5 separate regions of the Mus musculus genome follow, and all the other regions are linked to region 1. A link is a contact called in public HiChIP or PLAC-seq and promoter capture Hi-C data. All regions are on one chromosome and are shown on one strand. Each heading gives the region's core, a stretch centred on a gene start, on an enhancer-like site or on the middle of the called end of the contact. The rest is flanking DNA. Distances are from core to core; before and after follow the strand shown.

Region 1 (5,798 bases), core at 2,654-5,153:
ATGCCCAAAGCTGGACTCTCCACTCGGGATGTCATCGGACGCTTCTTGATGCTGTGTAGATATGAGAGAGAGGGGCATGGGTCCCAGGGGAAATAAAAATCTCTGTCTGTCCCCAGCTTGTAGCAACAGAGCAGCCAGCATGGCTCAGCCCAGAAATGGGGCAAAAATGCCCAGAGGAACTGAGGAAGGGGTGGGAGAGGGGAGGCAGAGGAGAGCTCAGTGGGTGGGATTCCAGCACATTAATACAGACCATAGCATCCCCAGGCCTCTGAAGACAGAGGCTGTCCTTAGCAGGCAGTGACTAGCTCCTCGGGTAGAGCTCCAGGCTCCACCTACGCGGTACGTACCCCCTGACAGTAGGCTCTGTGTACATGGAGCAGTGTGTAGACTATTTACAGGTTCTTTGGTGCACACTCAAGCAAGCTCTGGGCACCAGAACACGGGGATACAGACCTGCATTAGAGCCTTCCTAACAGGAAATATTTTACACATGCTCTGGGCATGTGACAGCTCAGGGCAACAGTCAATTGGACTGCCTATCCTTAGCAAGGTTCAGTGGCTAGAAGACTTTTTAAACCATAAGACACAACCTAACTATAGGGACAAAACCACTGTGTTCAAGTGGCCAGCAAGTCCCACAATACACAGAGGCCGCCAGTCTCTCAAGACAGAAAACATACACTCACGTTTCTTAGGACAGGAAGTGCCAACTGCTCAAAAGAATCCAAGTTCACCACATACTGCCCCACTCGACACTCGGGCTTTCCAGGTAGAGGCTGTGACCTGAAAGAAGACACTGTTTGCTGGAGGATTCCCCACCGATTTCTGGGGTTGGTCTGTTCTGCTGACCCACTTGCTCTCTGCACACACCCTTAACAATCCCCATATAAAAGGAGAGAGTGTACAAGGTTGGACTCACTGTGGTTTCTCTCCTGAAACCAGGCCCTCTCTGAATGTCAGCACCACTCTGGCCAAATTCAGTCTTGCAGTGTGTGATGGTTTGTATATGTTTGGCCCAGGGAGTGACACTATTTGGAGGTGTGGCCTTGTTGGTGTAGGTGTGTCACTGTGGGAGTGGGCTTTTATACCCTCACCCTAGCTGCCTGGAAGCCAATATTCTGCTAGCAGCCATCAGATGAAGAGGTAGAACTCTCAGCTCCTCCTGCACCATGCCTGCCTGGATGCTGCCATGTTCCTACCTTGATGATAATGGACTGAACCTCTGAATGTATAAACCAGCCCCAATTAGATGTTGTCCTCATAAGAGTTGTCTTGGTCATGGTGTCTGTTCACAGCAGTAAAACCCTCGCTAAGATGCAGTATTAACAGTGAGGTCTCTCCAGTGAGTGCACACACCACAGCACAAGAGCTGAGCCCAATGTGGCAGGTCTCCTGTCATCGTTCTAACTAGTCAGGAGGCTGAAGCAAGTGAAGGCAAGAGAACAAAAAGCTTAGGGGCCATTGGGCAACTTAGACTTTCTCAAAATAAAAAGTAAGCAAGGGGTTGCTGGGCATGGTGGTGCACACATCTTAGTACTAGGAAGCAAAGGCGGGTGGATCTCTGTGAGTTCCATACATAGCAAGACCTTGTATCAAAACTAAGGTTAAAATTAAACAGAGAGCTGGGGGTATAGCTTAGTGATTGAGGCTTGCCCATGACACTTCCAGGGCTGGCCACCATGGAACTCCAGGTACTGGGAGACTCCTTGTCTCAGGGAAGAGAGCCACAGAGCAGGACATCAGATGTCCCCGTTTGGCCTCTGCACAGACCCATGGACCACATGCACTCATACAGAGAAGAAATGTTCCCAAGAAGTACAGAGGCCAGGCTAGAGACACCCCACCCCCACCCCTGCAGAAACAAAACACCAGTACCCAACTCTGGACAGAGGCCCCTGGGCACCAGACAGGGTGACGACATCGAATCCTATCCTCTTCCCTTCCTGCCTGACTTCTTGTGTGTAAAATCCATCCACGGGCAGCCCGGAGGACTGCAGGACCTCGATGGCTTTCTGGATCAAGGTTGTTTTGCCAACCCCTGAAAGAGACAAAGGAAGAAGAGGGGTCAAGAAGTTTTACCTTGTCAAGCCCATCTGGCCTGCAAAAAAGCAATAGCTGCAAACAGGACGGGCTGCAAATGTCACTGCCTGCCAGATTGCTCCAGGTGTGAGGGATTTTCCACCCCAGCAGAGGCAGGCGGCGGCATGAAGTTTACTTACTTCTAATGCAGTCCCAGGACATATCTGGGACCTCCTTCACTCCTAGATTTACCCTCTGTTCTGGTTTAAATCTAAAGCATCCCTCCAGCCACTCTTGTGTCTGATCAGGCAGATGGTACTGTGTGGGGAGGTCGTTAAGCCTTTATAGGGCATGAAGCCTGGCTGTGAAGGTGGGTCAGTGGTGGTGGGCCAGAGGGTTGCAGCATAATCCTTATGGATTTTAAGCAAAAGTATGTATGTGCCAACAGCAGATGTTTGTGGCCTAGAACAATAAGGAACAAAGGTCCCACACTTAGCTCCTGAGGGTGGAGTTCCCTGGGGCTACCCCCGCTTTTTGTCTTTTATTATTTACATCCCAAACACTGCACACATACACACACCCCACCACCAACAAAAAGCCTGTCACTTTAACATTTCACTTTAGCTCTCATACCAAGCAGGCAGCACTTTTATTATAAGGGGAGGGGAGTATATTTATGGGCCAGCAAGACGGCTCAATGGGGCAACAAGAACCAACTCCTCAAAGTTGTCCTCTGACCTCCACACCTGCGCACACACTCACATACGTAAATAAATGCAACTTTCAAACTCCATATATCCGTATTTCCAAACAGACAACACACAGCAGCCCAAGAGCTCTTGACCCAGAGGCTATCTCCTCACAGGGATTGTTATGTTAAAAACAGCTGAGCAAGCCAGACAGTGGTGGCCCATGCCTTTAATCCCAGCACTTGGTAGGCAGAGGCAGGTGGATTTCTGAGTTGGGGCCAGCCTGGTCTACAGAGTGAGTTCCAAGACAGCCAGGGCTACACAGAGAAACCCTGTCTCAAAAACCAAACCAAAAAAAAAAAAAACCAGCTGAGCAAAGCCCCCTCTGAGATGACTTACAGATGCTGGTCAATATTTAGGAAGAGGCTGAGAGGCAGTGGTGCTGACAAAGGGTGCTTTCTTTTTAAAAGTCTCGCTAACTTGCTGGAGAGGGGCTTAGAAAGCCAAACCCTTTGGGATGTTAGTGAGACACACTGGAGTGGGGCCTGTAGCGCAAGGGGCGAAGCATTACTAACTCTTGAGACAGGAGGCAGGGGTGTAGAGGTGCAAATCCGGGACTGACAGTACTCCCAGGTTCTCCTCGGGGAGGAGGGGAAAGCCTGTGAGTCCGGTGTTCACTAAACCTCTTATGAACATAGGTATTGATGATGGCTCCGGGTGAACCCTACAGCAGGAAGCTGGGGACCCAACTGCACCCTGATTTCAAATGCAGGGCATGCTGTGCAAGGCCGGCGCGCCTCCAACTGCGGCCCCCTGCTCCTCCCCAAAGCCTCTGCCTGTTCAACTGACTCTAAAGTCTACAGAGTACACCTGGGCCTCAGTGGCGCGAGACCCGGGTGACAACCGGTCCTTGGGGACATGTAACCGGTGCTCCCCAGTCCTCCTGGCCTTCCCTCTCGCCGGGTTGCGATACACCAAGCCAGGCCGGAGACCGGACAGAGGTCCAGGCGCTCTACCTCCCCGCCAAGTCCCGCAGGCTCTGGGTCACCTGGAGGCCCGGTGAGGAACACGTGCCGCGACATGTGCGTGGGGGTCTGGGTGCGGGGTGGTCCAGAGCGGGGCGGTCGGGGGTCAGAATGGGCGGCCAGGCTCCACCCCTTACGCTGAAGGCCACGCCCCTGTCGGCAGGGAAAGCACCGCCCCGCCCCGTGGTCGCGCATGCGTTTCCAACGCTCCCCCCCCCCCCTTCCCGACACACAAGGCGCACGCGCATTCTTCCCTACTCCTGGTGCTATGTGGCAGTGGCTGGCTGTAAGGTCTGGGAACAGTCCTATGTGCCAGACTCACGTGAGGTGTCTGCACGGATGCATTCGTGGAAATTCCAGATACTTGGCCGTTGCTACTTAAGTATCTGAGTTCTGTCCCTGAGACCCTCACCTCAGGCTGCAAGTGAGCTCCTATGTAGCAATAGAAACCCTCCTTGAAGGAGCAGCCGTTGGTGGGATTTGAACTCCGTGTACAATGTTCACTTGGCTGCGGAGCAGTCAGCTGGAGAACAGCTAACCTCAATTTATCCTGGCCTCCACCTCCCGAGATGAATATCTGAGACAAGGTAGTAAGAGTCTAAAGATCTGATTAAGCTTTTTTATTGCAACCTGGAAGTAGAAGGAGCTTCCAGTGACCTGACCTGAGCGGCAGAAACGGCAGAAAGAGTTGTGGAAAGCAGAAACAAGAGCAAAAGCGAGGCTTCTCTCCGCAGAGTTCTCCCCTTCCATTGCTGAAAAAGAACTTCCTCACTGACTTCATTCAGCTGACTGGGACGCCCATGCTCGGGGGAAACTAGCCCAAAACAGTTTTTTCAAAGCCAGTTTGATGGTCATCTTAGTGATAGTGCCTTGATTCCATTTTGGCCCGATCTGGACTGCTAGGGGCTCACACAGCAGCTTGGCCCAAAGCGATGGCCTCCTTTAGACTGGAGTAACTGGCATTGGTCCGGAGAACTTGAACCTGTTTGCAGGAGGTTTTCAAGCTTGCCCACGTTGCAGACCTCTGATGCAGGCGGACTTCCTATCCCCAGCCATGCACCGAATCCCTCATCTCTGCTCCATACCTCCACACTTGTCTATCAACCCACAACTGCCTTACCCAGAGAAAGTGGATCCTTACCTCAGTTAGCCTCGAGACTCATTCCACCAGCAAATGAAGTGGCAGTGGCTTTTGCCCGCGATGTACCTGTAGACCCTTCTAGTCGAGCATGCGTGCAGTTGGGCTTGTGCTCAGTCACCCTCCATTCTGGATGAGAAAGCCATTTCCAGGAATCCTTACCTTTAATTGGTTTGCGAATGTAATATACATACACACATTCACACACACACACACACACACACACACACACACACACACACACATTTTTGGACTCCTTTCAGCAGGCAATATATGCCAGTTTAACAGCTCAGTTTCCTGCTGTTTAAATCACCTAAAAAGATTGGCAAGCCACACCTGCCACTGTCATCTCAGTGTTGTTTATAGCCCTGTGTTACTCTAATGGAGTATTATTACTTCTTATCCCAATGGGTAACTTGCCTTCCGCATCTTGCACCTGCATGGACTCAGAGAATGGCTGATGTAAGCAAAGCAAACCCATGGGAGAACCTTACACAGAGAGACAACATGTATAGAATCCTAAGTGCTTCTTGTATCCAGAATATTCATTTTAAATATTAACCCTCTAGAATTTTCCATCGCTGGCAAGGGGACTGGAATTGTAAGGCGTTCTGGGAGTTGGGTTGTTTTCGGTAGCTCAGAGACAGAATCGACATAGAGAATCAATACCGGAGGAAACAAAGAAAATGTCTACATCGATCTGCTTGGCCTTGGGCACTCTCCCTCTTCCTCTCCTTCTCTCTTTTTAAGACAGGATCTTTTCTGTAGCCCAGGTTAGCTCAAGCTTCTCCTGCCTCAGCTTCCTCAGTGTTGGGATTACAGTCATTCGCCCCCAAAACAAGTTAGATGGAAATCCTTCATCCATTAAAAGAAAAAAAATGAGATGACAGTAGTATGTTCACTATATGATAATTCATTGAATGAGTG
Region 2 (5,482 bases), core at 2,415-4,914, 420 kb after region 1:
GTTCTAGATGTCCCAGGCCCCAACCTTGTGTGTGACATACAGAAGGACTTGAATAGTGGGAGGTGTTAGCATTCTGTCTAAACTCCACCCCACAGTTATCTGGCAATAGCCAGGTAGGCCTGACCCACTATAAAAGGGGCTGCTTGCCCCATCCTCTCATTCTTGTTCTCTCTTGCCTCTTTTGTTCTCTTGATCTCTTGTTTTTCTCTTGCCTTCTTGGGCTCTTCCCTTCCCTCCTCCCTTCCCCATTTCCTTCCCCTTCTTTCCACATGTTCATGGCTGGCCTCTACTTCTCTACTCTCTTTCTGTCTTTCCCCGCCTCTACTACCCTCTTAACTCCCCTCCCCATGCCCTGAATAAACCCTATTCTGTACTATACCATCATGTGGCTGGTCCCTCAGGGGGAAAGGATGCCTCGGCATGGGCCTCCTAAGACACCCTCTTCCCCCATACCTCACCATGAACAAATCCCCTTATCTCTTTTTATCTTTTTATAAACACGTCAGGAGTACTGCTCAGAAAGATCACTAGGTGTTGGAATCTCACAGCACCCATAGAATGCACAGGCTCACTAGGCCTTCCATCTCTGTCTGTGATCACATAGTCTGAGAAATGTTCTTACTCATGAAAGTTACAATGTTTTTGGTGGCAGCTACCAAGATGATTCACAGAGCCCAGAGACAGAGTAGACCACAAGTCAGAGACTGGCCATTCAGAAAGAGGGGAGCTGGATGAAAATCAAAAGCTATTTAACCCTCCATGGCACCTCTGCCCATCTTCTGTACCCACCTCTCTCTGCCACCCATCTTGTCTCTCTGTGTGCTCAGATCCAACAAGGGTAATAAATCCACCCAGGTTTGAAGACCCTGGGGGAGCCATACAAGTCGTTGGTCCTAATGTCAGACTGCAAGAAAGGTGTCAAGAGGAAGCTATCTTCAAGGAAACTGGGGACTTAGGAGTCTAGGTGCCTTTGACCACTGTTCTTCTAGCTGGAGCTGCACAGGACACACTGAGAAGTGCTTTGGAAGGCTCTGGAGCAAGGAGATCAGTATCAGAGGGATATCTGCAGAGAAGATAGGTGGTGCCTCAGGGATGTTTCCATAGGGCTATGACTTTGCATGGAGTCTGCACTCATAAATCTGTGGCTGTCTCCTATATGGTGGACAGTCTGCAAAACCCAAGGATGTACCTTTCTTCATAGAATTGACACCAGCTCCTGTCTCCTGCCTGTCACTTGCCCCCCTCCCTGTAAGATCATGCTATGAACCCAATGTCTTCAACAAGTTTAGAAGCCCCTGAAAATGTCTGTAGGATTAAAGTCTCTCTATCATTCTGCTTTTGGCTGAGAATCCACTGAATGTTGTCCCGAAGTAACACAGAACATTGCCGCAAAGAATGCTTATGGTTCACGAAGTGACCATCCCAGCCCAGAGCTTGGCATGTAAGCTACTTCACAGAGTAGCCATCCCTGGCCAGAGCTTGCTTCTGCTCTCAGATTGTTGGATTGGCTTCATGGCTCATGTCCACAACGACTAGAGTCCACGGGCATCCAGCCCGAGCCGGATGAGTCAGGAATGAATGGAGGTCCCCTTCCATCCAGTTCCCCCCTAGAACCTGTCACTACCATGTGGCCTGTGTGCCACCTCCTTGGCCATTCAATATTTTATGAATGACACCTTCCAAGATTTGCTGGCATACTCTATGACCGCCTGCCTCCCTTACATCCTGATGTACTCTCAGGGACAGGCACCGCACACTGAGCCAGTCCAGATGGCCCTGGCTCCTCAACCAGCTCCCTACCTTGCCAAGCTAGACAAACACAGCCTTTTGACCTCACAGAAGTTGATGGCTCTGGGTTTTATTTCCCTGTGAACACATACATAGTCCCACCTGGTCATTGTCAACCTCCGCTATTGGCATGCCAGCTGAAGTCCTGGCACCCCTTACCTTCCCAGGGCTTTCCATCCATGTGGAAGGACCCCTCCCCTTCAGTCCTAGCTAGCCGGTTCATAGAAAAGCAAGCCTTCTAGTGGTCAATGGTATCAAGATCTAAATAACTTTAAAAGTCCCACAGTCTTTACATATTCTTAAAATTTCAATCTCTTAAAATTCAAAGTCTTTTTACAATTAAAAGTCTCTTTAACTGTGGGCTCCACTAAAACAGTTTCTTCCTTCAACAGGGAAAATATCAGGGCACAGTCACAATCAAAAGCAAAAGTCAATCTCTAACCGTCCAATGTCTGGGATCCAACTCACGATCTTCTGGGCTCCTCCAAGGGCTTGGGTCACTTCTCCAGCCATGCCCTGTGTAGCACACGAGTCATCCTCTAGGCTCCAGATGCCTGTACTCCACTGCTGCTGCTGCTCTTGGTGGTCATCTCATGGTACTGGCATCTCCAAAACACTGCATGACCCCTTCAGTCCTGGGCCTTCAATTGCAACTGAGGCTGCACCTTCACCAATGGCCTTCCATGGCCTCTCACAGTGCCGAGCCTCAGCTGCTTTGCGTGACCCCTTCATGCCTTCAAAACCAGTACCACCTGGGTGACCCTTACATATTACCAAGTCCCACTGCAGCAGGAGTACAACCTTGGCCATCTCTGGAACACAGCCTCTTTGTGCTTTCAGAAAACACTTCCCAGAAGATGTCACCTCAATGATGCTGGTCTTTTCTTAATCACCGCTAATTTCTTAGCTCCAGCTAACCAGCATCAATAGTCCCAGTAATTGGGACTCAAGGTATCTGAAACCACAGAGCCCTAGAACCTGACAGCACCCTGTAAGGACATAGGTAGGACAGAAGAAAGGCAAGGGTTCTGCCCTCTCCAGTGCCAAGGCCTCCTGAGAGTAGTGCTGTACTCCCAGAAGGGCCTCTGAGACATGACATCTAGATACAGCTTTCTGAAAGAGCTACAGTGTATCCCAAAGGGAGGGTGCTCACTCTTCCCTACCACCAGGAGCACAGAGTGCACCCCCGGAATCCTGTCTTCACCTCCCCACCACTGAGGTTATAACGGCACCACCACAAACAAACCTGTTTTACTTGGATTCTGGAGACTGAACTCAAGTCCTTGTGTCTACCATCTGAGCCATTTCCCCAGCCTCAGAATCCAAGACACTTATTCTCTACAGGCATAAAGTGGTGCTGATGCTGGGTATAAGGTCACAATAGCACATGTCAAAGATACAACATTGGTTTGCTCTTTCCTTGATGGATGGGGCCCACAGTTTAAGGTGGCTAGGGACTAGTGGTGGGGTGCAGGGGTTTGGAGTCAGGCAGTCTGCTGTGGGGCTGGCTCGATTGTTCCCTCTGGTCCTGAGTCCTAGGGCAAGGTCCTCAGATCAGTAGATACCATTTCCTCCAGCCCAGTGTGACCTTGACCGAAGCCCTCACCTCCCAATGAAGCTGCTGAGAGAACAAAACAAGGCTGTGCAGTGCCCCGCACAGAAGCCTTTCACAAATGCCAGCTGTCCTGGCAACATTGTGTGGAATCAATGCCTTGCCAAAGGCAAAACTGAAGACCCCACACTGCTTCTGAGCTCAGGGAGTCTTCGACATGGCCGTTTGTCACCCATCTGTTCCCCCTCCTCCCTCTCTTTAGAGTTTGTTCTGTAAGGGAGAATCTGGAAGAGTACCAGTGTCTCTTGTGTATCCTCTCTGGCTAATTTGGCTCACAAATACAAAGGGAAGACACACTTTGCCTTAACTCTGCCAAGACCTTTGCCTATGCCCTGTCCACAGCTCATTGCTCCAGGAGGCCTCCCTCCCCAACCAGCCTTTTTGGAATAAATACCAAACACTTTTTAAGGGAGCTACTCTGAAGCTAGCAGAGGAAGAAACCAAGGCCTATGTGGAAGACCAGCACCGGACTCCAGCACCGGACTAACCCAGTTAGAAGCTCTACAATCTTGCTAACCAGAGAACATTCAGGTCTTGGAAAGTCCTCCCGTGTTGCTGTTGCTCCCAAATCAAGAAGAGAGACTAGCTCAGAAGACTCAGGAAGCCAGAGATTTTTTTGTTTGTTTGTTTTTTGTTTTTGTTTTTGTTTTTCTAGACAGGGTTTCTCTGTGTAGCCCTGGCTGTCCCGGAACTCACTTTGTAGACCAGGCTGGCCTGGAACTCAGAAATCCGCCTGCCTCTGCCTCCCAAGTGCTGGGATTAAAGCCGGGTGCCACCACGCCCAGCTGAGAAATTTACAGTGTCCAAGAAAGTTGCAAGATACACAAAGCCCCTCCCTTGTGCTACAAAAGCAGCCAATGGTTGCTTAGGGAAAGGGAGCCGCTAGTGGAGCTGACAGCTAGCTAGGGAGCTCAGTGGAGCTTGCATACATTGTATCCATTCTGGGATGGGCTTTTCAGAGATGTACCTGTGTCTCAGTCACGGTGTTCCTGTAATCTTTAGCCTTACTGGCATAAGTAAGCAATAAACTATTGCTTCACAAAGCTAGACTAGGATGAAATAGCTTCTTCCGACTGTTGTCGGTACCCCATCAGGGGGTGAATAGATGTTTGTTTGTTTGTTTTTCACCTCTCCCCAGGAAGAGTCACACAATAGATCTGGGCAGCGATCTGTGTGGATTTCCTGGTAAGGGAGATGCAGGCTGAAGGCTGGCGGCAGAGAAAAGAACAATGAACTGAACAGAGACACACGGCACTTGTCAAGATAAAGCTGGTGAGACGGGTGAGAAGAATGGAGCAGTCTTTACCCATGCACCAGAGGAGAGAGATAGGGGACAGGAAGGCAGGACCACTAATCAGTCTGGACAGGAAATTAATGATAGGCTTGAAATGGCTGAGATACCAGACTCATTCTTCAAGCCCTGGGTTTCTGTCATTAGGCTCAGAGAAGGATAGAGAAGGAGCTGTGGAAATCTCTGAGAAGTGACCAGACGTGTGGTTGCTCCTCCTCCAGCTGCTTTTCTTGTTGCACCCTTGTTTTCCCCAGGCCTGGGGAGACCTGGTCAGCCTGCTCTGGACAGCATTGGAAGGGAGAACTCCATCCTCAAAGATTTGGCTACAGTTCCTGCAGCAATCTGAGCCTGCCCAGCCCCTTAGCCCAGTTCTGAATTTCCCAACTAACCTCTTCTCAAGGCCGTTGGCTGCACTTCATCATTATAAGCAAACGCAGAGACCTTCTCAGAACACGGAAAAGCAATGTTTTTAACTTTGGGTTGGTTATAATTGCCCTATGGGAATCTGGCTTGGGATTATCCTAACATATAGTTAAGATGTTGAGTTTACAGAATTCACTGTGTGTAGCAACCATGAAGTCAGAGAAGTTTCCTTTGGTTTCTGTTTGAGCTTAACACTAATGTCGTGTACTGTGTTTTGAATGTGCAATGTCCGCCACGGGTTCATGTAATTTTGAACACTTGGTCTCCAGTTGGTGGTGCTGTTCTGGGGAGAGGGCCTACCAAAAGGAAATGAGGTGTTTGGCAGGTGTCTTAGTCGGGGTTTCTTTTCCTGCACAAAGCATCATGAC
Region 3 (5,197 bases), core at 2,064-4,563, 270 kb after region 1:
CCAACCTGGCAATGGTAGCGCATGCCTTTAATCCCAGCACTTGGGAGGCAGAGGCAGGCGGATTTCTGAGTTTGAGGCCAGCCTGGTCTACAGAGTGAGTTCCAGGACAGCCAGGGCTACACAGAGAAACCCTGTCTTGAACCACCCACCCCACCCCACCCCCAAAAAAAAAAACATACCCAGAAAGCCTTGGAGTCTGAGAAATGAGGTTGTCTCCTTCTTTCTCTTGCTGTACTGCATCCAGAGGAGAGGAATTCAAGTTCTTTGGAGCCCTGTTAGTGACAGGAAGTGGAGGGACTAGCAGAAAACGTGCAGAGCTCACGGCTTCTCCAGCCAGGCAGCCTGCCACATGAGCCAGGGTAAAACCCAGCTTTGGTTCTGTTGTTCTTTGTCAAGGGCAACCATGGTGAACTTTGGATTCAGATACCTTCCAGGTCACTTGAAGGGACAGAGGGGTGGCTGAGGATAGAGCCAAAGGGGAGAGGGGCTTGCTTAGATATGTGCAGGTGGTCCCCAGTGGGATCCCATCTGTGGTATCCAGGGAGAAAGATCAAACCTGCCTAACAGCTTCCCTCCCCTCAGATAGTAACAAGAGGCTGCGAGACTGTGGAAATGACCCTGAGACGAAACGGGCTGGGTCAGCTTGGCTTCCATGTGAACTTTGAAGGAATTGTTGCCGATGTGGAACCTTTCGGCTTTGCCTGGAAGGCAGGCCTTCGCCAAGGGAGCCGGCTTGTGGAGATCTGCAAGGTGGCTGTGGCCACGCTGACCCACGAGCAGATGATTGACTTACTGCGGACATCTGTGACTGTGAAAGTAGTTATCATCCAGCCCCACGAGGATGGCTCTCCCCGCAGGTAAGACCAGGAGGCTGGGCAGTGTGCACTGTCACCAGGGACATTCCTGCCTGCCTGCAGGATCCTCAGAGAGCTGGTGAGCTGTCAGTGGACACCTGAGCCATTGGCGCACTAGTTAAAGGGTTTCAGATGAGCATGTGGCATGCACCATTGGTGCGCTAAAGAGTGACACCAGATATTGACTGTGAGACTGAGTCACCAAGACCAGGGGGTGGGTCCATTTGGCTCACCTGACCTATTGAGACTGAGTGTGCACAACCTTCACAGCCTGCACAGCTCAAATCAGGATGAGTAGCTAACAAGGCAGGGCCTGTCTGGAGCAATGTGAGACTGTAGGCAGATTCTGGGGGCCATGCTGTTCTCACACTGAAGCCTCAGAGGTGTCCAACAGGGACAGGGCATCTGCACATAGGTGGTAGGAAGGGACAGGCATAGGTGTGGGAGTGGTCTGTCTGTCTGCTGCAGACAGATGGTCGTGGCACTCAGCCTTAAGGTGACACCACTAGGTCTGTCCAACCTCTGCATCCTCAGCAAGAACTGCTGAGAGTCATAGGTGAGTTTCAAACCTTGACGTTTTACTTTCGTGTGGTTCTTTTAGTACAGGTGTGTGGGCTCTGGTGGCCATGCAGCTTGTGTCTGTCTCCATCCGGTTAGTCATGAGGCAGGCCCCAGAGTTTACCTGCTGGGAGGATGCAGGAGGCTGAGGTCAGGGCCCTGCTGTGTGGTCATGGGGAAGGAAGGAGTCCTAAAGTTCCTTTCACATCTGCACCACAGGGACCCTGATCCCTCAGAGTACTCAGAACTTACCAGCATGATTAGTGTTTGCTCTACATTTCAGTTGAGGGGGAAAGACGATTGCTTTAAATTCGCTCAAGTTTCTGTCACTTTTTAATTAATTTATTCTTCTCTCATATATTACATCGCAGCTGCAGTTTTCCCTCCCAGGCCCCTCCCCGCTGCTCTTCCCCAACAAATTCCTGTCATATCAAAGGGGACATTTTTATGAGGACAGTGCATTGGCTGTATCTACCTTCTGGACTCAGGACACAAAGGTCTCCTTTCTCCTCCCTCATAGGGGCACACGCCTGGTCGCATCTGTGCCATGCCCAAGCTGCATGCAGCTGCCACACACTTGAAGCATGGCTGAATTTTTCACTTTAATTAAATCAGCTTAATTAACCACAGGTGGCTCTAATGGCCGCCCCTTTGGGGAGCTCATCCCTAAATGGGGATCTTTTAGAAAACAAACCACTCCGCTCTGTGTCATCTTGGTCTCGGTGGTTAAGATGCCAGAGTTTGTAAAGTCTGTTAGATTGAACTTACTTAGCACTGGCTCCCAGCCTGGTGGGTTTGTTTTTGTGATGCTGTGGATAGAACCAGAGGCCTTGTGCACACTAGGCGTGGACTCCACCCTTGAGCTCCAGCCCTAGCCCCCTGGTCTTTCAGTGGCCATGTTTCCTACATTTGCCAATAGGTTTATAAAATAAAGGTTTAAAAAGAGCTGAAATCCTTCTTGGTGTTAAAGGTCCGACTCCTGTAAAGCCCTCACAAGGAGTTTCTCATAACCTCACATTTCCAGACTCTGCCCATTAGACCCTACCGCCTTGTCCCAGGACCCCATGAGCCAAACTTAAGATAAAGAAGCCACAATGGAAGATAAAAAACTATTTCATAAAACAAAAGTCAAATTGAGTAAGAGCTAAGCTTCCTCTCGGCCTTCCTAGAATAGAAGCTGACGTGGCCTGTAAGTGAACGTCTTTGACAGCAACTTTTAAGGGCATCTGTGGTGGGAATACAGATGTGTGCCTCCTCTGTCAGCAAGGGTCAGGTCTTCAGTTTCTCCTGGAGACAAGACAACTGCAGAGATGAGTGAAAACGTTTCCAGACCTGATATAGGTTTGGTCTGCTGTTGCTCTGTAAGAAACTCTAGAAGCTTTTAAGAACGTTAGATAATAAAAATAGTAACATTCTCATTATGCCTGGTATTTTGAGCACATGATTTCAAAGAATAGAATTTCCTAAGGAATATTGAATTGTTTTTCAGCTAAAACAAATAAACAAAACTACAGAGTGGATGTTTTTGCTGCTGTCTTTTCCTCAAGAGCATGTTTTTCCTCCAAAGAGGCTTTCTTATCTGCCTGGATCTGCCTATAATTAATTCTTTGTTTTAAGTGCAATTGAAAATAGCCAGGATATTTATTCAGAGACTTCGCCTTTGTTGATGCCCTTCCCAGAGCACACAGTCTTCTCCTTACATTGCTCAGCTGCCCTCTCTCTGTTCTCACCTCTGGGGAAGGAACCAACCCAGCACACATCAAGCAGGACTCTCCATTGAGCTTTTTTAAAGTTAGTGTTTTCATTCTTCCTGATTCACTTTCACTTCTGATGGGGATGGGCCCTGAGAATGGTATGTGCTGTAGTCAGAAGTCCTCTGCCTGCAGCCCTGTCACACCAGCTCTTAGCTATGCAGGAAGTGCTGCTCTGGGTGTCCCAGCCATGCCCCAGTACAGTCAGGCCCTGTAGTACTCTGTTATGTTAGAAAGAGGGAGTTCATGTATGTGTCTCACACATGCTCCTGTGTGCATGTTGCTAGAGGCCTCAGGAATGCTAGGCAAGTACCAAGCTGCTTTCCCAGCTTACGTATGCATGCACATGCACACCAATAAATAATAAACCTTTTAAATAAAACTGAAAACTCTCTTTAAGGGCAGCTTACATTGGTTTCATGGTCCTATAGTTAAGGATACAGGATTTGCCTGAGGCTCTGACATCACATTTGATTTGTGGTGTGGAAAATTACCTCCATCTTCTTTCATAAATTGGCTCTTAGAGCCTGTCAGGAAGGAAAGGAGTTAAATGAGCAGTTATGTGCATGTGCACACATCTGTGTGATTTTTTACTATGTAGTGGGCCTCTGTGCAAGTTCTATGAGGGTGACAGACACGGCAAAACTAGCTAATTATAAGGAATCTTACCTCAGTGCTGTGCCTCTCTGAATGAGAAAGTGCCTCATTCATTCATAGATAGATAGATAGGTTGATTGATAGATAGATAGATTAGCTCAGTAATACTCTTACAGGATATCAGTGAGAAATAATTTGAGAACCCATCTGCTTCCTCCTGCAGCCTGAGGGGCCTTCAGGTTAATGGGCACTTCTGGCTGTCCTCAGGTCAGTGATGCCTGCCTGGTTCCACCCTTCACTACAGAGTTGACTGAAGTCTTGTGTGGAGCTGGTGTGTTTGTGTGAATCAAAAGCCACGCCTGCTCTGAAGTCATTTCTGAGCCTCAAGGACAGTCCAGCTGCCTGCCTCCACCCTGCTCCCAGTTGAAAGAAACCAGGGCCACTTTTGGTTTCTTGATGGAGTTGGTGGGGGAAGCTCATTAAGGAATCTCCTGCTGGGCCAGGACCCTTGAGTAAATTCTAGCCCATCTCGGGAGCGACCCGGAGCACCGGGGATGACTCTTCAAATGGAAATGAGCTGAGGAATGGGCTCATTCTGGCTACTGGGCCGGAAGTGCTGCCACTCCCTGGGCTGCCTGATTAAGGTCTTTCTGACTGAGATTACTAAGTAGGTGCAGGGCTTGCCAGGAAGTATGCAGACCTGAGTTTAGATCCCTAGGCCCACAGGAGAGCAGCCCTGGGAGGTTGGAAGCCCAGCGTTCCTCTGGCAAGACGGGAGGCAGAGCTAGGAAGCCCCAGAAGTTCAGGGCCTGCCAGTCTGCTGTGCATCAGCGACCCCCGTTTCAAGGTGGACCGTGAGAATAGACACCCAGGGTTGTCCTGTGACTTTCATATGGGCACCGTGGCCCACATGCATCCACCCACCCACATTTACACACACAAAGTTGTTGGGTTTTGGTTTTGTTCTATTTAAAGATCTTTTTCTGTTTTTCAAAGATCAGGCCCCACCCCTAACCCTCGCATTCAGTCAGTGACATTTTAGGGGAAAGGCATCCTTCAAAGGCCGCTGTCTGAGAAGTAATGACTCTCCAGAGCCATGCATGACTTGCCACACATTGCGAATTTAGTAAATATGTCCAATAAAAATGGAAATGAAACTCCAGGCTGTACATCTGGCTCCTGTGATTCTTTGTGCTTTGTTGACAAGGGTCCACATTTCCATGTGACACAGGGCAGCAGAGATTTCCATGGGTTATCTAGAGCCAAACTGATTGTTCTCACAGTGTTCTATAAAATTAAAGCTTCGTGCACCATGCCTTTGTCTGTCGCCTGACTCCCTGAAGTACAGGAAGAGGGAAGAATGGGAAATGAGAAACAGGAAGAAAATTCTGTTTTAACAGCTTGTGTGTGTGTGTGTGTGTGTGTGTGTGTGTGTGC
Region 4 (5,836 bases), core at 1,775-4,274, 370 kb after region 1:
GTTGTGCTCCTCTGTACTTGATCTAACATCTTTTGTGACGGTCCTAGTCAGGGTCACCAATATGAGGAAACACCACGACCAAAAGCAAGTTGGAGGGGAAGGGTTTATTTGCCTTACACGGTCATCTCACGGTCCATCACTAATGGAAGTTGCAACAGGCACTCAAGCAGGGCTGGAACCTGGAGGCAGGAGCAGAGGCACAGGCCGTGGAGGGTGCTGCTGACTCCCTTGTTCCCTCTGGCTTGATCAGCCTGCTTTCTTGTAGAACTCAGGACCACCAGCCCAGGGATGGCACCACACACGATGAACTGGCCCTTCCCATAGCAATGGCTGATTAAGAAAATGCCCTACAGCTGGATCTGATGGAGACATTTCTTAACTGAGGTTCCCTTCTAGAGGATGGCTCCAGCTTGGGTCAAGTTGACATAGAGCTATCCAGCACAGTGACCATTGGGTAAATCTTTTGGAATGTACAGACCTCTAGCTCTGCCAACCCCAAAGCTAGGAATGTTGTCCGATAGCATCTGCGACCTATATATAGAAAAGCTTTCCCCATAGTGCCGTAACCAGCTCTGATGTTTCTATCAACCAATGTATTTGGATGTACGACTTTATTCAGTTACCATAAAAACTTTATGCGGGCTGGAGAGATGGCTCAGAGGTTAAGAGCACTGACTGCTCTTCCAGAGGTCCTGAGTTCAAGTCCCAGCAACCACATGGTGGCTCACAACCATCCATAATGAGATCTGATGCCCTCTTCTGGTGTGTCTGAAGACAGCTACAGTGTACTTACATAAAATAAATAAATAAATCTTAAAAAAAAAAAAAACAACTTTATGCAGTGGTTATCGTGTCGGAACATAGAATTTGGGTGACCTGTATTGCCTGGATTCATCCCCAACACTTCCAAAAAGAAAAAAAAAAAAGTCAACAGAAGAAAAGCTCTGTCTCAAATCAGGCCACGGAGATTATTTGTAAATGTGCAGCCGGGCCTTGGGGGACTTGGAACGCTACAGTGGCAAGCAGCTAGTGTTTGTTTTTAATCGTTCCTTCTCCGGCTCACTTTCTCTTAGCCAGACAAAGTTTATAAACTTGGGGCAGCTCTGCATTTCCCCCCAAGACATTTTCAGGCTGTAGTTCTGGGACTCTAGCTGATGAGGAACATTCCAGAACTACCATCCTCCTGCCATCAAGGGCCGTGAGGGTGACTGAAAGAAAATTGGTTGGCTTGTCTCCCTGGCTCTACCTTGAGGACATGCTTGCTTCTACTTCCCATTCCATTTATTATTGATAGGCTGTTTATTTTCCTCACTTCCATGAGACTTACAATCCGAATGAATCGCTCTGGCTCTTGGCTGGGGGAGGGGAAGCGCTTTCTGCTGTAACTCACTGATCCCTGCATAGGGCACTAAAGGGGATGGGGACTTGAGGGGTGGGAGGAGGTGCCGTCAAGCTGGGACAGGGGTAGGGGCATGCATAGGTTTAGGTCTTACAGTGACTCAGCTGAACACCCCAGGCAGCCAGCTCCAGAAGGCCCATAATTCTCAAGGTCACAGCCCTCCAGAGTTGGCTGGGGATTAAGTCAGTCTCCTGGGAGCCCTTCATGTGCAAGTTCCTTTGTTTAATAGAAGGAGAAAGGCCTGGCGGGTTGCCTTTCCTGCCAGCGGAGGGAGGGCTGGGAATAAGTTCTTTCTTAGTCCCAGTGGGTTAGGGACAACAGAGAAGTAAAGTGCCCTCTAAGGCACCGGAGACATGTCCGTCTGTCAGTCCATGTGTGCCTCTGGGTCTCAGTCTGCCCCCAACTCCACACCAACCCCTTCATAAGCACCCATGAGGAAGAACTGGCCCAGAAGTGCAACCTTGACCCTGGCCTTCTTGGTCCTCCATAGAGAGGCATGGAGTAAACATGGCTGTGCAGTGCTTTCCCACAGGCTATGACACTGTACGTCCTGGGGACTTCCCCATGCTCTGCGGAGATCCCAGGGACTTGGCTGGTTTTTGATGTCAACTTGAGACAGGTAAGACTCATCTGGGAAGAGGGACCCTTAAGTGAGAAAATGCCCTCCCCACCCCCACAACTCCCATTGGTCTGTGGAACCTTTTCTTTTCTTTTTTTTTTTTTTTTTTAAAGATTTATTTATTTATTACATGTAAGTACACTGTAGCTGTCTTCAGAAGAGGGTGTCAGATCTCGTTACAGATGGTTGTGAGCCACCATGTGGTTGCTGGGATTTGAACTCTGGACCTTCGGAAGAGCAGTCGGGTGCTCTTACCCACTGAGCCACCTTTTCTTGATTAATGGGTGATGTGCATAGGCCCATCCCGGGGGATCCTGGACGGTAGAAGAAAAGAAAGAAGGCAAAACGAACCACCAGGAACAAGACAATAGCAGTACTCCTCCGTGGCTTCTGTCTCAGTTTCTGCCTCCAAGTTCCTGCTTTACTCCTGCCTGACTCCATGCAGTGATGGATAGTTACCCGCAAGTATAAGCAGAATCAAACCCTTTCCTCTTCCAGTTTCCTTTGGTCAAGGTGTTTGATCACAGCACTAGAAACCCTAAGACGTTCCTGCTCACTGAGAGCCACAGCTGTGGCTCCTCTCAGTTCCTACTGCTTCTAGGGTCTTGGAGTCCTGAGCTGCTTCTACTCTGGGGCCTGGATGGCAGCAGTGGACCCTCCAGACTTTCTCACACATTACCTGGAGACTGACTTCCTCAAGTTGACGCCAAATGGCCTCTTGGACTGGCCTGGCTGCCAAGTGTGAGCAAGCACAGGGTGTGAGTTTTGCCCTTAGAGACCCAGGTCTGAACTGCACAGCCAGGAGTGGAGGAGGAGAAAGAAGGGCTCTCTCTCTCTCTCTCTCTCTCTCTCTCTCTCTCTCTCTCTCTCTCTTTCCCTCTCTCTCTCTGAAATGCAGTTCCCTGGAGGGAGGCCTCAAGGGTTCCCAGCCCAGCAGGAAGTGAACTGGTCTGGGTCCAGTCCTGAAAGGAGAGAAGGCAGCCCTGAAGGCTTATCAGACCTCAGCCAAGCTAAAGCTTGGCTCCCGGAGGACCTGAGGGAAGCCAGGTTTGGCTTGCCTCAGGCCAGCCCTACCCAAATCCCCGGAGGCAGCAAACCCCCAACACTATCAAAATACAGTCCATAAATAAAGCCTCCTTGGCAGCCAGCTCTGGGCTGGAAATAGAGTCCCCCTGGAGTGACCTTTCCAGACAAATGCTGGAACTGAAGGTCAAAAGAACCTTCTAAAGTGACAGAGGGGCGGCAGGTGCTTGCAGGACATGGAGATGTTTCCCACAAATTCATATGTTAGAACATTTGGACCCCAGCTGGTGGCCCTGTCTTGGGACTTTGTAGAGCCTTTAGGAGGGGCAGGGTGCATACCTGCTTCTCTCTTACTTCCCCATCTGCCATCTGTGAGAAGCTCGCTGTAAGGTCCCACTGCCATGGCTTCCCTGCCTTGAGACTGCGAGGAGACCATGCGCCAAAATAACCCTGTCTTCTTATAAGTCCACCCTCCGCTATTTCGTCATAGAAAAACCTGAGTCCTTAACAGACCCAGCCCTGCTGATGAGGGTTTCAATCAAAGTGTCCAGGCCTTACAGATTTGACCATCCCTGCCCGACACTGGAGACTTCCCTAAATACCTAGTAAAGCAGTGGGTCAGAAGTCAATGCCTCATCTGTCCCCAGCATGGGGACAGGGGGAGATCTGGCTCTGCCCTAAAGAAGCAGAGGCCAAAGGGAACCTGCTTCTGCTCTGTGAGTGTCACAGTCTGAGGAAGGCAGACACAGACTAGATGGATGAAGAGACCTGTAGAGACCAAGGGTGGGAGGCACAGCCTGGAGGAGGCTGTCTGAGGAGGGACCTTACACAAGCAGAGCAAGCACGGGTGGTGAAGGAGTCAAGCTGTGTCGATCTGAGTGAGAGGGCAACCTGGGAGAGGAAGGGCCAGGCTCACAGATGGGACTGGGTAGGGCACAGGGTTTAGGATACCACTGGAGTGCCACCTGTGAGCTGGCAGGCTGATGTGTTCCCCCACCCCTACCTGGCTGACTACTCACTGAATTTGAGATTTACACACCAGAGTAAACTACAGAGCTGCTGTTGGGAGAGGCTGCACTCCTCCTGCCTCATGACCTCACAGCCTCAGAGACTCATAGATAGATGTCTGTAGCTCCCGTACCTCGTGTCCTTATGAGTGTCCCTTGAGCTGTTTGTGAGTATGTGAGTGTGTGAAAGAGAGAGACAGAGGTAGAGACAGAGAAAGGGAGAGGGAGAGAGACAGACAGAGACAGAGAGAAAAGGAGGGAGAGAGGGGGAAGGAAGGCACATAAGTACATGCATGCACACAAACGTGTGCACACACACATGTACACATGTATGAGCACATGCAACAAACCCCAACATAGCCAGCTGAGTGGTCTCCACAACTGGGTGTCCTGACCTCCCAGCACTGTCCTTTTATGACCTGCTTGCTCTCCAGGAGAGATATGGCCTGGAACCTATGCCTCCCCTTGCATACTGTCTTCGGTCCTCTCTGAAGACAGAGCAGATGGCCAGACCTCCTTCTCAGTACTCCAGGTGAGGTTAGCTTGGCTCTAGAGGAACAATGCCATAGCTCTCTCTGGGGAACGTTACTGAGCATTGCGGCCCCTAGAACTGCAGCAGGGAGATGCAGATAGAACAGAATGGGAAAGCAGGTCTCCTCAGGAGGCTGTGGAGGCCTCTGCTTATCCTCCATGGCCTGCACCCTTGTTAGATCTTTATTCACCTACAGCATCAGCCTTGAAAGCCAATGACTTTCCAACAGCCAAGGATGCTTGCCAAGGTTTGCATTGGGCCTGGCCTTTGCAGATATCATTCACATCTTCTCACAGAAGTGGCATGTAGGCAGCGTCACAGACTCCTGCTCCACAGCTGGATAAACGGATGCTAGACAGATATACTACTTTCCCAGGGGTGCAGAATATGGCTGGAAGCTGTGTCCTGCTCTAGTCTACCGTCAGTTGGATACCTATACAAGGCCTGCACAAGATCAAGCCAGCTAAAATTCCATCATGGGCAGGAGAAGCACTCACCAAGTCCCACCCCCAGCTGAGGAACTTTTGACAGTGTCATCCCTAGGCAGGTGGGCCTGGGCAGGTTGTCTGAGAAAGCCAATGGCATAGGCCAGGAAGTGTGTCAGCAAACACCATTCATCTGTAGGTTCTGTGCCAAGCTCCTGCTTCAGTTCCGGCCCAACTTCCCTTAGGAATGAACTGTGACCTGGAAATGTGAGCTTCCAAATAAATCCTTCTCTCCCCTAAGTTGCTTTTGGTCCTGATAATTATCACAGGAGCAGAAGAGCAAACCAGAACACATGTATAAATGTTTCAAACAACAAATAAGGTACATATTAAAAAATTAAGCACACTTTAGCCATTTGTAGTCAAGTGAATGTCAGCCCTTTCTACACAAGAAACAGCTTTTGATGGACGGAAAGATCTCAGCCCTAGAAGCCCATGAACAAAGGGAAGGAGTCTGGAATGAAAGTGGACACTGCCATGTGCAGAGCTCCTCCCTGGGATCAGGGCTTCCTTGGTATTATTCCTTCCAGGATCCGCATTCTGAGAGACAAGGCAAGAAGGCTTCTATCGATGAAACAATCGTTACCGTTACCGTCAGGTTCCAGGATGCTGCAAGCTCCCAGCCACAAGACTGTTCCTGAAGGTCACTTCAGATGGCCGCGAGGGGGCCTGAGTTACATTTTCTCATTGCGAATCAATTGCAGAAGCCTACAGACCTGCTGATGAGGCATCTGCTTTAAAGTCACGTACGAGGAGAGATGGGCAGAAAAA
Region 5 (5,132 bases), core at 932-3,431, 460 kb after region 1:
ACAAGGAGGAGGGTTCACCATGGTAAAGCTTCCTTTGAATAAGGTTTTAATTGAAGTATAATGCTCCTCTAGAAAGGTGCCTGAATTCTAAGTGTGCGGCCATTAATCTCTCCTGAGCATAGACGTGACCTGTTTTCCAGCTCCTACCACACATGCTGGATTGTAGATATTAACTTCTTATTTTGTTTGTTTGTTTTTTGTTTTTTGTTTTTCGAGACAGGGTTTCTCTGTGCAGCCCTGGCTATCTTGGAACTCACTCTGTAGACCAGGCTGGCTTCAAACTCAGAAATCTGTCTGCCTTTACCTCCCAAGTGCTGGGATTAAAGGCATGTGCCACCACACCCGACAGATATTAACTTTTAAATGGAGCTGTATCCAAGTTCCCCCAAATAACAACTCTGATACTTAATCCTTTGTGAATAAATGCTCAGGCCATAAGCTTTGGCTCTGTTCTTTGCCTAGCTCATATCTCAATAATCCAGTTTATTCTAGACTACGTTCTTCCGTTGCTTTAGTTACCTCTTCTCAGGTTTATGCATCTGTCTCTTCCTCAGAGTTCAGGGCAAATCTCTGTCACCTGACTACTTCCCAGAATTTCTCTCTCTCTGACTCACTCTCTCTCTCTCTCTCTCTCTCTCTGCTGGAAGTCCCACCTCCTATTTCCTGCCTCAGCTTATTGGCCATAGGCTTTTTGATTGACGGGTGATGCTTCCATGCAGCGCAAGAGATTCTCCTTACACTGGATTTGACTAATTCCAAGCTTGGTGTAGACAAGGAGTCTTGTAGCATAAATCACCCTGCTCAGTCAACAGTATGTCGGTGAAATTCCTCCATACTGCTGTGCATATTTTCTACCCTCAATGATTTTTGTCTTTTTATAGGACTTGAGAGTGAACCCAGGGCCTGGTGCACATAAGGCAAACAGTCTCTCCTCTCAGCTGTATTCCCACCCCTACTTGCGGCTTTGATCTATTCAAAACAATGCAGACACAAACACAGTAGCACCTGCTCTTTGGACTTATGGTCACACTATAGGATTAAGAGTGATAAGAAAGGCAGGGTATGTGATTAGGCGTGATTAGGCAGATGTGCCAAGAGTGACAGCCCAGCCTTCCATGCTCTGAGCTGGTGTTTCTTGTTCCCTTAACCTTTCCGGGGTGGGGTGGTGTTGTGATTGTCTGAGCTGATAATCATGTTGGTTGTTTGTGAATGTGTGAGGCTTTTCACTGCTGTGATAATTACGCGTGAGAAGCAGTGTAAAGGAAGGATTTGTCTTCAGACTTGGTTTCAGACCGTTCCATGCTTCTTAGCTGTGAAGATTAAGCCGGCAGAGCTCCCAGGGAACCACAGTCGTGAGTTCAGTGTCTTATCACTAGGCGCGTTCTTTCTTCATTTGACTCCCTGTTTCTCTTTGCATTGGAGCAACGTGCTAGCACAGGGCGGATATTCCAAAGGCCTAGCCCTACCCATTGTTTCTGGTACCGGAAGAGTAAATCAATCATGAGGGTTAGAAAAAACAATGCTTAAGGAAAGAACATATTCCAAGTGGAGGAAAAGGGGGATAGGCAGGAGGAGAGGGGAACCTGGCATTCAGAACTAAAAACTCAGAATAGCAACCACAGAAAACATAAGTGAATTGTTAAATATTTCCTAGTTGGAAGTACCTTTTTGAGCTTGGTGTGTGTGATGTGTGTTCACACGAAATGACTAACAGGGCATGGAAACCTTTCCCGATCACAGACTGCCTTATATATATCTAACGGAGTCTTCACATTTTCAAAGAGACTTCTGTGTATCCTTATGTACACAATGCTTTGCATGAGTGGGCTGGGGGGGGGAGCACCTATCTGAGGTGCTAGGCTCCCAAGTACTAGGTGAACAATGCTAGCTCCCTCCTGACCGTCAAACCTAAAGCAGATGCTGTGTCTCCCAGCCCCTGTGCTTTGTCCCTTCCCCTGTGGTGTGCTGCTGAAGACAGAGCAGTGCATCGAAGGATTCAGGGACAGAGGTCACAGCAGGCTGGGACATCTGGGACATGGAGCCACCTTAGCCCTCCCCTCCTCCTCCCTAAACAGGGCCAGATAAACCCCCACACATATCTGTGAGTCATGTAAACCTCCTTGGGTCCATGAGTTCCCCAAGCCACACCTGGTGTGGACAGCTGGTTGGCTCTGAGGAGGGAGAGTCAGAATAGAGCAGAGCAGGTGCGAGCCACAGGAGAAGGTTGAAGGAGAACTGGAAAGGACAGCCAGGCTCAGCGAGAACAGCACTCTCTGGGAACTGCAGCAGCCGCTTAGAGACAGTGCTAGAAGCTCAGTTACATTGTATCCTCCAGACTCAATGCAGTCGCTAACTTTTAAGAACTGTGGCCTCTTGTGCTGGTCCCACACAAGACTGGCCCAGCAATAATTAGTCATGGAAGGCAAAGGGGCTCATAGACCTGACTCTGCGGCTGAGCTACTGGCCTTTGATAGATTCTGGAAGAGGAGAAGTCGCTGTCTTTACTGTGTGTGTGAACTGTTGAGCCCACTCACAGCACTGCAGACACATTGTTGCTGTTGTTTTTATCTTAGTGGATATTTCTATGGGAGCAAAGCTTTGCTCAAGGTTAAACCCCAGCTCCCAAAACAAAGCCAGACTTGACCAATCAATGCTTATAGGATGGAAGAAACTGCATTAACTTTGAAAGGATGGAAGTTCATAGCTTTAGCTGATGACAAGCAGTGCAATGTCAACATCACTGAGCCTAGCCAGAAGGGTTTGTAAGTTAGACATTCCAGCCTGCAAGCTATTTTCAAACGTGGTGGCTAAATGTGCTTCCATGGAACTGGTATAACTATGTGAACAATCCTTGAATTTTGATGTTGTTGATGAGTATACTCTGTGGGTGTATTTAGAGTTATATTTTTCATATTTTAGATAAGGTAACATGTCATGTGTGCATCTGTCTGTCTGTCTCTCTCTCTGTGTATGTCTGTGTGTGTACTGGTTAGTTTTTGTCAACTTGACCAAGAACTTCCACAACTGGGAAGAAGAAATGTCAATTGAAGACTTGCCTCCCTCAGATTGACCTGCAGGCTTGCGTGTCTGCTTCAGCTTCTGCCTCCAGGTTCCTGCATGGCGTCCCTACCATGGCTTCCCTGACAGACAATGGACTTTGCCTGTACGATGCAATAACCCCACCCCACCCAAATTCCTCTTGGTCAGCGTCTTATCACAGCAACAGGAAGGCAAACTGGGGCTCTCTAAAGTGTGTCAAGACGGTCATGGTGATACACACCTGTAATCTCAGCACTGGGGAAGCCGAGGGAGGTTGAGACTAGTCTGGACCAATCACAAATAACAAGAAAACAGAGAGACGTAACTCATGTATGGACTATAGTGACACAGCTGGACAAAGCTGGGGACACTGTGTGAAGTTTAGGAAGGATGTTAACTTCTTGTGACTACGACAGTCGAGCCAGGATGAGTCCTGATGAATGAGTCCCACCCCCCCACCCCACCCCCCCAACCCCTGCCATAGGAACTATTCTTGAAATTTAGATCCACAGCCCTCGTTAGTAGTGCAAAGGGGTGCCTGGTGGCTGTCCTGTTGTATTTATATAGTCAGGAAGCAGAGAGAGAGAGAGAGAGAGAGAGAGAGAGAGAGAGAGAGATGATCAGCTCACTTTCTTCTTTTCTCCCTTTTCATTCAGGCCAGGCCCCCCAGACTCGTCTCCCTATTCCAGTTAAACCTCTCTGGAAACACTCTCCGACACACAACACAGGTGTTTCTCCTGAGCACACCTAAATCCAGTTCAGATGAAGGATAATCAATAAAGTACAGGACAGGGTCTTGTAGCACAGAGCCATGTCTCTTTATCTGAAGCAGTTGAAAGTCCAGAGTGGAGAGCACAGAGACCATGCACACAGCTGTAATTGCCGTGGCTCTGTCGGCATTTGTATTCCTGTAACTCCAGCACTCAACACTTCATAGGAGCCCAAGGGATGCCTATCAAACTGAAAAGCCTTCGCCTTAGGTCTGAAGGCAGCCCCTCTCTATACTCAGGCTTTGCTGTGGGTGCTGTGTGATTCACTGAGATGCTAAGATCTTCCCGAATCTAACTTTGCTTGGGCTCTGCTCACCTGTGGGGAGGAATTCTTCTCCCCCCCCCACCAAGTTCCTCATTTCTCATTTTAGCCTCTTCAAATGTATTCTAGTTCCAGGAGAAGCCAGAGTTGATTGCAGAAAACTATAAAGAATCCATTTCTTTGCTTGTTTTCCTTTCTGGGCACTCTTGATGAAGAAGCCTGACTTAGCTACATGTATATCAGGATCCTAAGTGGATGGCACAGCTGGGAACAGAGGCCATGAGACAACGGATAGACCACTGAGAAACTGAGTGATTCGGAACACCTCGAGCAGAGAGCCAGAGATGGTGTGAATACAGATGATGAACAGCAGCCAACAGAATGTTTTCTGTAGCAAAGGGTTTTGAGTCTTATATTCTGGCCATTGATTTAGAAAGATAAATATATATATATATATATATATATATATATATATATATTCCTTGATGGATGCCTAGGTTGATACCATAACTTGGCTTTTGCGAGTGGCCAGTAGTACTGAGACTCATAAAATTTCTTTCAAGTACATCATGTACTTTGATGAACTTATCTATCTCTATATAAATGCAGCTGGTTTATGGACCTGTATAAAGTCATTGAAAAAAAGTGTGATGTCCACCTTTCAGAGTCTGACTTCTTTTAAAGATTTATTCATTTATTTTATGTATATGAGTACACTGTAACTGTACAGATGGTTGTGAGCCATCATGTGGTTACTGGGATTTGAACTCAGGACCTTTGGAAGAGTAGTCAGTGCTCTTAACCACTGAGCCATCTCTCCAGCCCAGAGTCTGACTTCTTTATCTTATTATGATCTCCATTACAACCACTTCCCAGCAAATAGCACAACTGTGTTCTTCTTTATGGGTAAATAACACTTAGCTGTCTGCAGGGTGTGGTTGTGAGTGTCTGTAACACCAGCATGGGAGGGGCACATCAACACAAATTCAAAGCCAGCCACAGTTACATAGTGAGACCCTGTCTTAAACAGAAAACACAACTTCACCGTGTGCATGTGTGTG

What was found. Promoter capture Hi-C pulls out the DNA fragments that hold promoters and counts their contacts. HiChIP or PLAC-seq counts read pairs in DNA pulled down with a chosen protein or histone mark.
Region 2: a contact with region 1 is called in a promoter capture Hi-C map of liver, with 2.2 times the contacts expected there. The contact joins the enhancer-like site here to the promoter of Ntpcr in region 1. A contact is called at or near these places in 9 of 39 promoter capture datasets (HPC-7-derived erythroid cells, cranial neural crest, embryonic stem cells and 4 more), 2 of 484 Hi-C or Micro-C datasets (embryonic stem cells and pre-B cells), 2 of 115 datasets of contacts at active chromatin or transcription factors (both in embryonic stem cells) and 4 of 9 other capture datasets (adipose tissue, embryonic stem cells, liver and 1 more).
Region 3: a contact with region 1 is called in a promoter capture Hi-C map of macrophages, with 5 read pairs. The contact joins the enhancer-like site here to the promoter of Ntpcr in region 1. A contact is called at or near these places in 5 of 39 promoter capture datasets (the 3T3-L1 cell line, hippocampal neurons, macrophages and 1 more), 3 of 484 Hi-C or Micro-C datasets (CD8 T cells, embryonic stem cells and trophoblast stem cells), 2 of 115 datasets of contacts at active chromatin or transcription factors (memory CD8 T cells and microglia) and 4 of 9 other capture datasets (adipose tissue, embryonic stem cells, liver and 1 more).
Region 4: a contact with region 1 is called in a promoter capture Hi-C map of stem cell-derived epiblast-like cells, with 2.1 times the contacts expected there. The contact joins the enhancer-like site here to the promoter of Ntpcr in region 1. A contact is called at or near these places in 5 of 39 promoter capture datasets (the 3T3-L1 cell line, 3T3-L1-derived adipocytes, embryonic stem cells and 2 more), 1 of 115 datasets of contacts at active chromatin or transcription factors (embryonic stem cells) and 3 of 9 other capture datasets (adipose tissue, embryonic stem cells and pancreatic islet).
Region 5: a contact with region 1 is called in an H3K27ac HiChIP or PLAC-seq map of extraembryonic endoderm stem cells, with 5 times the contacts expected there. The contact joins the enhancer-like site here to the promoter of Ntpcr in region 1. A contact is called at or near these places in 7 of 39 promoter capture datasets (3T3-L1-derived adipocytes, cranial neural crest, embryonic stem cells and 2 more), 4 of 115 datasets of contacts at active chromatin or transcription factors (astrocytes, embryonic stem cells, extraembryonic endoderm stem cells and 1 more) and 5 of 9 other capture datasets (adipose tissue, embryonic stem cells, liver and 2 more).

The regions. Positions count from the first base shown.
Region 1 is chr8:125,732,308-125,738,105 of GRCm38.p6, reverse strand. It overlaps Ntpcr (nucleoside-triphosphatase, cancer-related), which reads right to left and starts at 3,903. Exons shown (of 5, transcript NM_025636.5): 1 at 3,757-3,903; 2 at 1,876-2,038; 3 at 687-783. The coding sequence starts at 3,790.
Region 2 is chr8:125,313,968-125,319,449 of GRCm38.p6, reverse strand. No RefSeq gene overlaps it. Among named protein-coding and RNA genes, the nearest start is that of Gm30713, 69 kb to the left of the region's middle. Within about 2 kb of position 3,664, at least 20 of the 459 cell types and tissues checked have an H3K27ac peak or open chromatin away from gene starts, as enhancers often do. A contact at or near this core is called in adipose tissue and liver, where this site is marked.
Region 3 is chr8:125,459,812-125,465,008 of GRCm38.p6, reverse strand. It overlaps Sipa1l2 (signal-induced proliferation-associated 1 like 2), which reads left to right. Exons shown (of 22, transcript NM_001357372.1): 10 at 583-857. Among named protein-coding and RNA genes, the nearest start is that of 4930566D17Rik, 60 kb to the left of the region's middle. Within about 2 kb of position 3,313, at least 97 of the 459 cell types and tissues checked have an H3K27ac peak or open chromatin away from gene starts, as enhancers often do. A contact at or near this core is called in CD8 T cells, adipose tissue, embryonic stem cells and 2 more, where this site is marked.
Region 4 is chr8:125,365,754-125,371,589 of GRCm38.p6, reverse strand. No RefSeq gene overlaps it. Among named protein-coding and RNA genes, the nearest start is that of Gm30713, 17 kb to the left of the region's middle. Within about 2 kb of position 3,024, at least 38 of the 459 cell types and tissues checked have an H3K27ac peak or open chromatin away from gene starts, as enhancers often do. A contact at or near this core is called in stem cell-derived epiblast-like cells, where this site is marked.
Region 5 is chr8:125,268,595-125,273,726 of GRCm38.p6, reverse strand. No RefSeq gene overlaps it. Among named protein-coding and RNA genes, the nearest start is that of Gm30713, 110 kb to the left of the region's middle. Within about 2 kb of position 2,181, at least 28 of the 459 cell types and tissues checked have an H3K27ac peak or open chromatin away from gene starts, as enhancers often do. A contact at or near this core is called in extraembryonic endoderm stem cells, where this site is marked.